Linked DNA regions of Mus musculus: region 1 is linked to region 2. Evidence: chromatin contacts called from public Hi-C data. All regions are on one chromosome and are shown on one strand. Each heading gives the region's core, a stretch centred on a gene start, on an enhancer-like site or on the middle of the called end of the contact. The rest is flanking DNA. Distances are from core to core; before and after follow the strand shown. Region 1 overlaps Tmem26 (transmembrane protein 26). Region 2 overlaps Cabcoco1 (ciliary associated calcium binding coiled-coil 1).

Region 1 (5,552 bases), core at 2,571-5,070, 290 kb before region 2:
AAATGATTTTGCCAAATGGGATGGAGAGGGATCTTACCCTTTTGTTAAATGAAAATATCATAACGGAGAAAATCCATAGTGTGTAAATATTGTCAAGGACAAAACCATAGTGTGTGCAGTAACATACCAACTCATAATATATGTATTGGCATAATAGCCCTCGGGAGACTGAGATGAAGTTTTGGTCCACGAGGCAGATGGAGCCATGATGAAATGGACTAATGCTGTTGTATTTTACCATAGCTGCATCAGGATTAACCTATGATAGAGTATAAACAAGAACACATCCGTCTTATGCAAGCAGAGCACCCTCTAGAGAAAGCTAGATGCTTCATCAAGCAAGCCTCGGGACATTTAAACGTGTTGAACCAATTTAATTCATAACAAGAGTACAATACAATTAAAATTTAAAACGAAGGAGAAATTTTGAGGAATCTTCATTTACTTGGGAACTAATTTTGAATTATATTAAATAAAGGACCAAGACACCAGAATCTATAGGAACGTAAGACAGCCGTGCCGAGAAGTAAACGTGGGACTCTGGATGCTGGAGAAGAAAGACTGGTGATCTAAAGTCTGAGAAAGAAATGAAAATGGAATGATTATCATCAAGTCAATAAAACCCACACGTCTGTCTTTATAAATAAATAAGTTAAATAATTAATTAATAGGCCGATAATCCTCCCCCAACAAGTAAGCAAGCCCATCCTCTCTGGGGAAAAGGAACGAGAGTGAGTCAACATTTAAACCCAGGAAATGAAACAGAGGGCTCACCTCTGAGGCCACAGAACTTATTAACACATGTATGCTAACAGCAGGAGAACTTCATGGCAAAAGACCACTTATTTACAAGAAAGAGAAAAAAATATCCTTGAGAGAAAAGCACACCCCCAAATAAGAAAAATATAAAATATCTAACTAGTCCTAGAGGAGGAAATGATATTGAATTAGTGATTAGATATGATGAAGAAAGGAGGAGGAAGATGAGGGGGAAGAGGTAGAGGGAGCAAAGAGGAAAAGGAAACCACTTCCCATAAAGGAAAGGCCTGGTCCAGATTGCTTCCTTGGGGAATTCTATAAATTCTTGAAAGAAATATCAATTATGCAAAAAATATTTTCAGTAAATAGAAATAAAAATGATGCTTCCTGGTACGTTTATTAAAGCCAGTGTTGTCTGGATTCAAAAGCTTGAATGAGATACCCTTAGAGATAATACTGGGGAACAATATGCCCCATGGACAAGATGGAAGAAAGGAGAAATGTTGGCAAATCAGGCCAAAAAACCACATCACAAAGAACTATGCTGCACAACTAAGTTCAATTTATCCTGGCATCAAAGGTGATTTAACATCTGAAGATCAGTTAATATAATACAGTCATTTTTTTATAATAAAGAACAACCACCAAAATAAAAATCATATCAAAAAAGGCAGACCTCATGGTATTCAATATACATAAGAAAAATTTCTCACTGATGTAGAAATAAAAAATTACATTTCCTCAGGTTTATAATGATAGCCTGGGCCAGCAGAATGGCAACAGCACCCTTAACAGAGAAAACCAAAATATTTCTCTTGAGACTGAAATGTTCAATTCTACTGTATCTGTCTGATGCAGAGGAGGGCTACAAGATGGTAGAATAAGACAAAAAAATAAATTCATGGAGCATGCTTTGGCAACAATCAGAAGTGTCTTCACTTATAAGGAGGATGATCTAACAGTAAAACCTGGAGATAGAAACAAAATAGGTAAGTTTTGTGTGTCATTGCTGGTTACCAAATCATTACGTATATAAATAATGTCTCCACTAAAGCAACTAAAAACGAGAAAGGGAAAGGAAAGAAAAAAAAAACCTCCATCAGAAAGAATATAAGACATAATAATAAAAATTAGTAAAAGAAATAATAAAAGACTCAAGAGAATCATGTAGAAAAGCAGAGAAAGGACTTGAAATGCAAAGGTGAGTTGAAGAGTATCTATCTATGATATAACATCCCAAGGGCAATTTCTCTTTCCTCCCTGTCTCCATCCCTCACCTCCTTCACCCCTGCCTCCTCCCTCCCCATCCATCGCTCCTCAGTTTCCCTTCATAAACTGCAGGTCTCCTGGGGATATCAAGAAGCAAGGCATATCAAGTTGCAGTAAGATTAGTCACCTCCCCTCATAGTAAGGCTGGACAAGGCAAGCCAGTAAGAGGATAGGGGGTTCCAAAAGGAGGCAAACATGTCAGAAACAAGCTCAGAATTTTCACGTTCACAGATGAGAGGGCTTTATAATTCTGAAGCTTCCCAAATAATCGTTCATGTTAGCTCACTTCCTACAAGACCACAAGGTTTTCTGTTTGTATGTTTGCTTGTTGTTTGGTTTGGTTTGGTTTGGTTTGGTTTGGTTTGGTTTGGTTTGGTTGCTTTTTAAATAAAACTCAGTAAGATGGTCACAGCCACATGGCTAGGTAAAGCCCCACGTTACCAGAAGCAATGGTTTTTAGAAAGTAGTGCTACAGTGTCTACCAAAACCACCTTGTGAGGTTGGTATAAGGACAAGCACACACATGCCTCATTGGAGCTCTTATACCTGCAGTCAACTGATTTTAAATAAACACACCAGCTGAACTCAGAAAGAGTATTTTCAACAGATATTTTCGAGACAATTAGTCCAAGCTTGGTCATTGCCCAAAATACTGAACTTGAAGGTTTATCTCACAGTGCACAAAGTTAAATCAAATGGAAACACACACACAAACATATGCAAACATACACACACACAAGCATGCACACACTCAAACATATACACACATACACTCTGAGAGAGACAGAGACAGAGAGAGCTAAATAGTCCCATAGGTAGAAAAAGGAATATGCTTCTGATTTTGGATTTGTTCTTATTTCCTATGTATGGCAGCAAGAAACATAACCCAAAAGAGATAAACCAATACATTGTATTACAGAGAACTCTGTTATTCATAAGACATCCTTATGAGGTGGAAGATGGCTCAGCAGTTAAGGACCTGTGTTCAATTGCTAGCATCACATTGTGGCTAACAACCAGCTGTTACTACAGTTCCATTGGATCCAGTCTCCTTTTCTGAACAGACAGACAGACAGACACACACACACACACACACACACACACACACACACACACACGACATTTTTGGTATCGTTTCTTACAGTATATATGAGACCTGAGACAGGAACTTAGAACTCGGAAGCAAGCTTTTTGAAGAGGAAGTCTAGATGCATTTTGGGAGTTGACCACAGGTTGAGGTGTATTTGAGTTACAGAGGTGCAAGGGGACAGGAGGGAAATCAGAAAAGGCCACTGACACAATCTGGAAATACTGAAACAAAATAATTTCAATTTGAGGAAATACAATCGAAAACAACATGGGAAGATATTTAGAAATGGAATCTGTAACAAAATATCCTTTATTATTTATAGGAGGGTGCTTGTAGGACACTCAAGTTCTTAGAAAACATTGTACAACATTGTCATGTAATCCGTGCTGTAGGGCAATAATGAACTTGGAGTCATTTCTAGAACACTTTCTACCCACGAATGAGAAGCCTGCAGATACAGGCCTACTCTAATTTATTCAGCCTCATTAAGCTTTAACTGGCGTGAAACACAAGTTCAAAATTTCCAAAATATATACTCAGAAAGTATTTGAATTGAATTGTAAGTAGAAAAAAAAAATTGGAGAAATTGATGATGCTTTGAAACATCCAGTCCTCCCTAAATTCTCACTGGACCGAAACAGTCTTGTTTTGGCTGAACTGTGTGATCTTTGGTTCATAACTTGTTTACGGTTTTGTTCCCCAAGCTCTGCCTAACACGGTACCTGGCACATGTTAAATAACAAATCAGTTCTTAGTCAATTAAGCAGTGCCGAGTGACTTCCAAGGGCGCTTTTTTATGGGTCAAACAATTAAATCAACTTATTTAATAATCAACGTTTATTGGTAAACACGGGATCCATTACTCTTTGATGATACTTCTGGATGGGACTCGCAGAGCCCATTAAGATAACCGGGTTTGGCATTTCTCTCGTTTTACGACTAGCTCCGTAAAACAAAGCCCTCTCTTTTCAAGCCCTTTATTGTCTTGTGCTGTCTCTGTACTTGGAAGATATTTAGCATGTATGCATTCATTTTATAGATAGATGTCAGGTTTGTAACTATCCATGTTCATAATTTCAGGGGGTCCATCATGGTCCATTGATGTTCCTCTAGTAGTGACATTGTACTGCAATGATCTTAAATGTATTTGAAATTACTATTCAATGTAAAATGCTGATCAAGCATAAGGCATTGGAACCACCACATGAAAATAAACACAGTGACTACAGTCATCCAACTCATATTTGATACCTCAAAAATGATGTTGACTTAATAAACTGAACAAATAATTTAGTATGTACAAAACAATGAGTGTTCTTATAAAAAAAATCTCTCACTTATAAATAGTGATTCACGCTGTGATTGAGAAATTAGGCTTATTTAATAAGTCGGTGTGTTTGGCTCAGGCTTTATGTTTTGTTGTTTGAGGAGAGTGGGATAAAGTAAACCGTAGCATTAAAAGCCAGCCTCATTCCAATTTATTTTTATAGCACCATACAAAACAACCCAAGCTTAAAGTACATTCAGGCACGGAGACTCAAATCCCTAATGGGAAGAAAGCAGTTCCATAAACAGATGTGATCACGGATTCCGAGTTTGCTTGCTGGTGGCAAAAATAAAAGTACCAACTCAATAAGTTTTAATTTATAGGCATCTCCACCAGAAAGCCTTTGGGCACTTTGAACAAAACTGACTAAAAATAAAATTCTGTACAATAAAACTTCATTGGCTCTGTTCTCCTTCTCACCGGGAAATGTAAATTCTATAGCTAGAGAAAGGGACGGTGTCTCTATGGCTCTTGGAGCTAGGTGATCTCGGAGAAAATAATGACATGGGCTGTACTGCTGACACTTGGCTGAAGAGGATAGAGATGGTCTCCAGATACCCGTAGTCGCTGTGGTTCCACCATGACCCTCCTGGACTTATGGTGTAACTATATGGCAATTTTCTGTTCTATCCAGGGTGGGTATATCCTCTTTCTCAGCCTGAACCTCCTTCCTGCATTTTCCTTTTTAAGATAAAGATTGGTCTTTGTGTGTGTATAGATATAGCTATATATCTATATAGATATAGTACATGTGGTGTATATGTGAATAGATGTTCATTCATGTCCTTATGTGTACCTGATGTGTCTGCACATGTGTTTAAGTGCATATGGAGTCCAGAGGTTTGATGTGAGGTGCTTTTATCTATCAGCCCCACCTTACCCTCACTGAACACGGAGTTTAAGAGTTTACCAATTTGGTTTGAATGGCCTTCCAGTGAGCCCTAGAGATTCTCCTGTCTTCACATCGCCAGTGCTGTGATCCTAGACACACATGACACATACACACCACCATGCCTGGTGCTTACATGGGAATTGTGGATCCAAACTCAGTTCCTGAGGCTTGCATAGAAAACAAACTCACTAAATAAGTCCTCCCTCAAGCCCTGA
Region 2 (5,504 bases), core at 1,835-4,334:
AAACCAAGCTGTGTATACACGATGGAATTTCATTCACCCAAAAGGAAAGCGGAATTACATCGTTTGCACAAAGATGGATGAGCTGGGGATGGACTTAGTATCATGGTATTACGGGAGTTAAGCCAGAATCAGTAAGACAAATATGTCTTCCCATTATGGGTCCTAGATTTTACATTGATACATAAATCATATATGTGTACATGACGTAAGAGGAGATGTGTCACTGTCTAAGGGGATGAAAAGGACCAGGGATATGGTCAAAATACATTGTGTGCTTGCATTAAATGTCCTTATGAAATACTTTACTAAGGATAATGAATATATGCCATTTAAAAAAAAAAAAAGGAAAATACAGAAGAGGAAAGTTACTGATGGCATTGCTGGCAGCCAACTCTGATGCTACAATCCTGACCTGCCAAGCAAGATATGTCCACTTGTGCAATAGTGGTGTGGAGGTTAGCAGGTAACCAGCCACTGAGGGTTTGGACTCGAAGCCTGCTTGACAAGAAGGAATTTCATACCTTGTCATGTAAACATGATCTAAACTTATGGTTTGGAAGGTCAAAGGCCCAGAGAGGAGGGGATGCTATTTCAGCATGTGTGTCAAATGCACATGCTGTCAAGCTGCCTTCTAAGTATGTATGCTTTTAGTTGTAGATTAGTGTAGCCCTTAGGCTTAGTGGTACGCCAAGCACACACACAAACACACACACACATACGAATAATAATGATAAAAGTTTTGAAAAGAAAAGAAAAAGGGATAAAGGGAGGGAAATGGCAAAACAAAATAAAATGTCATCAATAAGACATTTTTGTGTGCAGGAAATATTTTGATATCACACAATGATATGAAATCTAGTGGAAGCTGACTCAGAAGTTGAGTTAGTTTGACTTCCTGATGTCAAGACATTTCATAACAATGACTCTCTTAAGATTTTAAAGAAAGAACTTGTCTCATGAAGTTTCTGATGAACTGGATTCTGGGTAAAGGGGAGGAGGCATCAGTCAGTGATAGAACACTTCCCAACCCCCAGCATTGCACAATAATAAAATATTATAGAATATAAACTAGAATAAACCTACAATAAAAAATCCAAAGAAAACTGGCTAAGTGTGGTTAAATTATTAAAGTATCTGACTACATAAAAGTTGCCAAATTTACAGAACAGTGTTTTAAATAATATGATGTGTAAGCACTTACCTAAGTTGTCTTGTATTTTTAAATCTACCTTCTGAATTATTTATTGACATAAAGGTCTATCAGTAGGAGCTAAAAAGAAAAGATATTAAATTTAGTCACTGTGGCTCAATTCCCTGGGAAAACAGTGAAGTAGCATTTTAATTACCAGCAAATTTAATGTTACCAACCAGGTGTGAACCATTGGAAAGTCCACCAGCCTCTCTACCTAAGCAAGTGTTTTCATGAGTATGATATTTTTAATTTTTTAAAAAATTATTTATTATATGTATGATATCTCTGTGTATAAAATATATGTGTGTTTATGTGTGTGGGGCATGTCTGTATGTGTTTGAGTTTGTGTATAGTATAGTGTGTGTATATACTTTGTGTGTGAATGTACTTTTGTATGTGTGTATATGTGTGTGTACACTTTGTGTATATGAATGTATTTTTGTATGTGTTTTCCTGTGTGTATGTACACTTTGTGTGTATGAATGTATCTTTATGTGTCTCTCTCTGTGTATATTGTATGTGTGTGTATATCTCCTGTGTAAATGTGAGTGTTTTTTGTATGTGTGTTCATGTGCTTGTGAGTGTGTGTGTGTGTGTGTGTGTGTGTGTGTGTGTGTGTGTGTGTGTGTGTGTTTAGGTCAGAGGACAACTTTCAGGAGTCAATTCCATCCAACGCATGTTCTGGGGTTGAATTCAGGGTTGTGCATGGCAAGGGCTTTTCCCCACTGAGATATTTCTGCAGGCTCGCTTGTATGAAATCTTGACAGCATCAGTTTCTAATAAGGAATGCAGACCCCGAAAGCTGTCCCATTTATACTGCACTTATGTTATTTTGTTTCAACTACAAATTCCTAGACTATCAAAGCTACCAACATTTGACTGTAAGGCAGTTACATCCTACCACAGAGGTTCTCAAAATACCCAAGGCCCCTCCTCCGCTTCCTCTCCATTGTTAGGATTAGTCCACATGACATTTCTTTGAGCAAAATCCATAATGAGATGAATAGTTTTCTTACTGGAAATGTGTATGTTATATAAACAGTTATTGGAACCATATAATCTATATCGATATCCACCAGGCCTGGTCCTTCTCAGATTTAATGAAGCTGTCCATTCAGTGTGGCTGTCTTGAGCTTACAAGGCTCTGTTTGTCTTCAGAATAAGGCCAGGCTCACAAAGACACATGGCAACTGCCAAGATCATAATTACTTTTATATTGATTTAAATCTAGTAAAATATTAACATTTCTTATCTCTTAGAGGATGGTTTGAGAATATACTACCAAAATGTGAGTTATAAAAAGGCTCATTTTTTAAGTCTGTAATTTGGGCCAAATATCTACCACAAACATTGTAGTGTATGTTTCCAGAATCTTTATGTCTTAGAGAGAGCCATTCAACAATTTATATTTTGATTCTGTTCCTATATTTGCTAAGATTGATTTACCTATCTACCACCTAGTTAGCTAAACATGCCATTATAAGTAATATATATCATTTGAAAATAATGTGATCTATGCAAACAACGTATAAACACATCCTAATTATAAGTAATAAGTGCACTTTTGTGATGTCTCCAGGTTTGATTAATTAGCTTGTTCTAACATATACCAGCCATTTTAAAGCATGCTGTAGCTTTGACCTGTTTAGCTTTTGCTTCATTTAAAGCATGCAGCTCACCCATTTTACTGTGTTTTAAGATAAAATGTACAAAGACCACATGCCTCCCAAAGAAAGATTAAATTACTTCCAGTCGTTTTAAACCGATAGACAAAAGCAAACTCACATGAAACCTATCATCCTGAGTTTTGACAACATAGAATTTTCCAGTTCAGGGAATACACACTCTATCTGAGACACTTCATCAAAACAGGGATAAAGGCCGGAAGGGCCTCAGCAGCTGCAGCTTGCAGCAGAGTCGCACTATGGCGCCCTCCTGTGGAGGTTTGCTCAAAGATTCATCTGCCTGCCCTTGGGAAAGATTTTCCCCCCATCAGCAAAAAATCAAGGCATTCAGAATTAAGGAAATTCTATCTGGTTGAGTCATTCCTTCCATTTGTAACTGGGCTTTGAGCTGCTTTTCAAATCCAAAAACCATTTACGGTACCGAGGATTTGCAGATCAACATACACAGAAGGGAGTGAAGCTTCTCATCTTTATGTCTTAATTATTTCATTGAAGTAGCTATCCCCCTTGATTTTAACTTAATTAAGAGCTAAAGGGGGCAACCAGAAAACTCAGGCCCTGAAGCAGGAAGATAAATTCTTCAGTAAAGACATATTTTTTTTAGATTTGTTCAGTTAAAACCGGTTTTGTGTTAGAAGCATAAAGACTATAGATTTGTAATCATAACAAAGAAAGAACAGTGAAGTTTAATTTGATTAGATTGTGTATTTATTTATATTTATTAAATATATGCAAATGGTGACCATTAGATTTTCAAACCATTAAATTTTTAGCTCCACTTGGAAACTTACCTTTTTCACCCAGAATAAATCAATGTCATTTATTAGATGTCTGTCCCAAAATGATGGGTCATTTATATTTTCTCACCAAAACTGATCCTCCTCCTATGCTCGATATTCTGGGTATAGAAATGTGATCTATGTTGTATGAGACATATACACACAAAGACATTCACATGTGCCCCAATATCTCTGCACTTTTGAAACAAATTTCTGAATAGATCTCAGTCTGTGCCGGATCCCCCACCTGATGCACTAAGCCTATCTTTCCTGCTGCATCTTCTCTTGTCCTGCTTCCCTGTGGAACCTTTTCAAAGTTATTAATGCTGAAGACCTCTACTAACTACTCAAAACTCAAGGCTTACCCTCTCCCCCATAGAAGTTAGGAACCACCAGAGCATGGTTGGGTCACCGCCAACCATAAAATTATTTTCATTGATACTTCATAACTGTAATTTTGCTACTGTTATGAATTGTAATGTAAATATCTGATATGCAGACTAACTTAGGCCACCCCCTGGGAATCCCCAAAGGGGTCGCGACCCACAGGTTGAGAGCCACCTTGGATCTCTTTAAGGAGGGGGATTGACTGAAGGGAGCTCAGAGAAAAACAAGAAAGCTATCCGCAGCATTTGACTTTACAATACAATGGATTTTTTTTTTTTTTTGGTCTCTGCATGTAAATCTCTTTAAATCTGTCTCCTGCAAATGGAAATGGGAAAACACGGGATTTTTAAAGCCTAAATGTCTGTAATTACAGACTATTAGGTGACTGCCGCGCTCATAACTTGAGAAGTGAGCTCAGCTCTGTCTGAAGCCTTAGCCATAATCAGGAGATTATAAGTGAGCACATCCACACTACACGTGTAGAACAAAAATCTTCAAAACAAAAATAGCATGAGAAAGTGTGTGGCGGAGTTGGGGACAGTGTCAGCTTCCTTCAGTAAAAAAATACCTTAATTAGTAGGACCAGATTAGATTAGAAGCATAATTGAGAAATTCAACCTACCCAAAGAGTCACCAAATTGGGGGGGGTGGGGGGGGAAATCTCAGAAAAAGAAGGTTGGCAGGTTGGGGAGTGGCAGGGAGGGTATGTTCAATTATAATACACACTGTATGAAGATATTGCTGTATAACCCAGTGCTGTATACATTGAATATATGCAATGAAACTTAAAATAAATAAACATTAGGCTAAATAATCTCAGTGCCAGGCATCTTTTTGCCTTCTGGGTTTAAAAATAAAAATTCTAGGAGCTGGAGAGCTGGCTCAGCAGTTAAAAGCATTGACTATTCTTCCAGAGGCCCTGAGTTCATAGCAACCATCTGTAATGGAATCCAATGTCCTCTTCTGATGTGCCTGAAGACAGCTACAGTGTACTCATATTCATAAAATAAATGATTCTTTTAATAAATAAGTAATTCTAGAAAAATGAGATTAGCCATCAAGAAACAAGGGTGATATCCAAACTACTTAAAACAGACCAGACTTAAAATAAATAAGATAAAATTGGGTCACAGTTAGACGATGTCCCTCAAATAGATCCAGAATGAACCTCATGGCACCCCGTATTTCAGGGCGTGCCCTCTCCAGAAAGCTAAGTAGCATCAGAGAGATGGTAACCTTTCTGGTCCCCAGGATAATAATGCAATCCCTGTCAATTAGTTTGGACAAGGGGAATCATTAAGACTGGGTAACTGCGATCCTTAAATACAGAGTCTACGTTCCCCACCAAGAGACTTCAGGCAGGCCAGTCTCAGGGAACCGCAAGCTCTGATTCGGATAGCCCTCCTCTCCCCTTGTCTCCACAGCACCCTTATGGAGTATCCCATTGTCCCAGAGGTGGCC

What was found. Hi-C and Micro-C count contacts between places; a contact is called where the count stands out from the background.
Region 1: a contact with region 2 is called in a Hi-C map of uterus, with 4 times the contacts expected there. The contact joins two enhancer-like sites. A contact is called at or near these places in 2 of 15 datasets of contacts at CTCF or cohesin (the NIH/3T3 cell line and liver), 39 of 484 Hi-C or Micro-C datasets (the AtT-20 cell line, the C10 cell line, the C2C12 cell line and 21 more) and 1 of 115 datasets of contacts at active chromatin or transcription factors (kidney).

The regions. Positions count from the first base shown.
Region 1 is chr10:68,751,454-68,757,005 of GRCm38.p6, reverse strand. All of the region lies in intron 4 of Tmem26 (transmembrane protein 26), which reads right to left. Among named protein-coding and RNA genes, the nearest start is that of Tmem26, 30 kb to the right of the region's middle. Within about 2 kb of position 3,820, at least 2 of the 459 cell types and tissues checked have an H3K27ac peak or open chromatin away from gene starts, as enhancers often do. A contact at or near this core is called in uterus, where this site is marked.
Region 2 is chr10:68,462,746-68,468,249 of GRCm38.p6, reverse strand. All of the region lies in intron 5 of Cabcoco1 (ciliary associated calcium binding coiled-coil 1), which reads left to right. Among named protein-coding and RNA genes, the nearest start is that of Gm32872, 64 kb to the left of the region's middle. Within about 2 kb of position 3,084, at least 15 of the 459 cell types and tissues checked have an H3K27ac peak or open chromatin away from gene starts, as enhancers often do. A contact at or near this core is called in uterus, where this site is marked.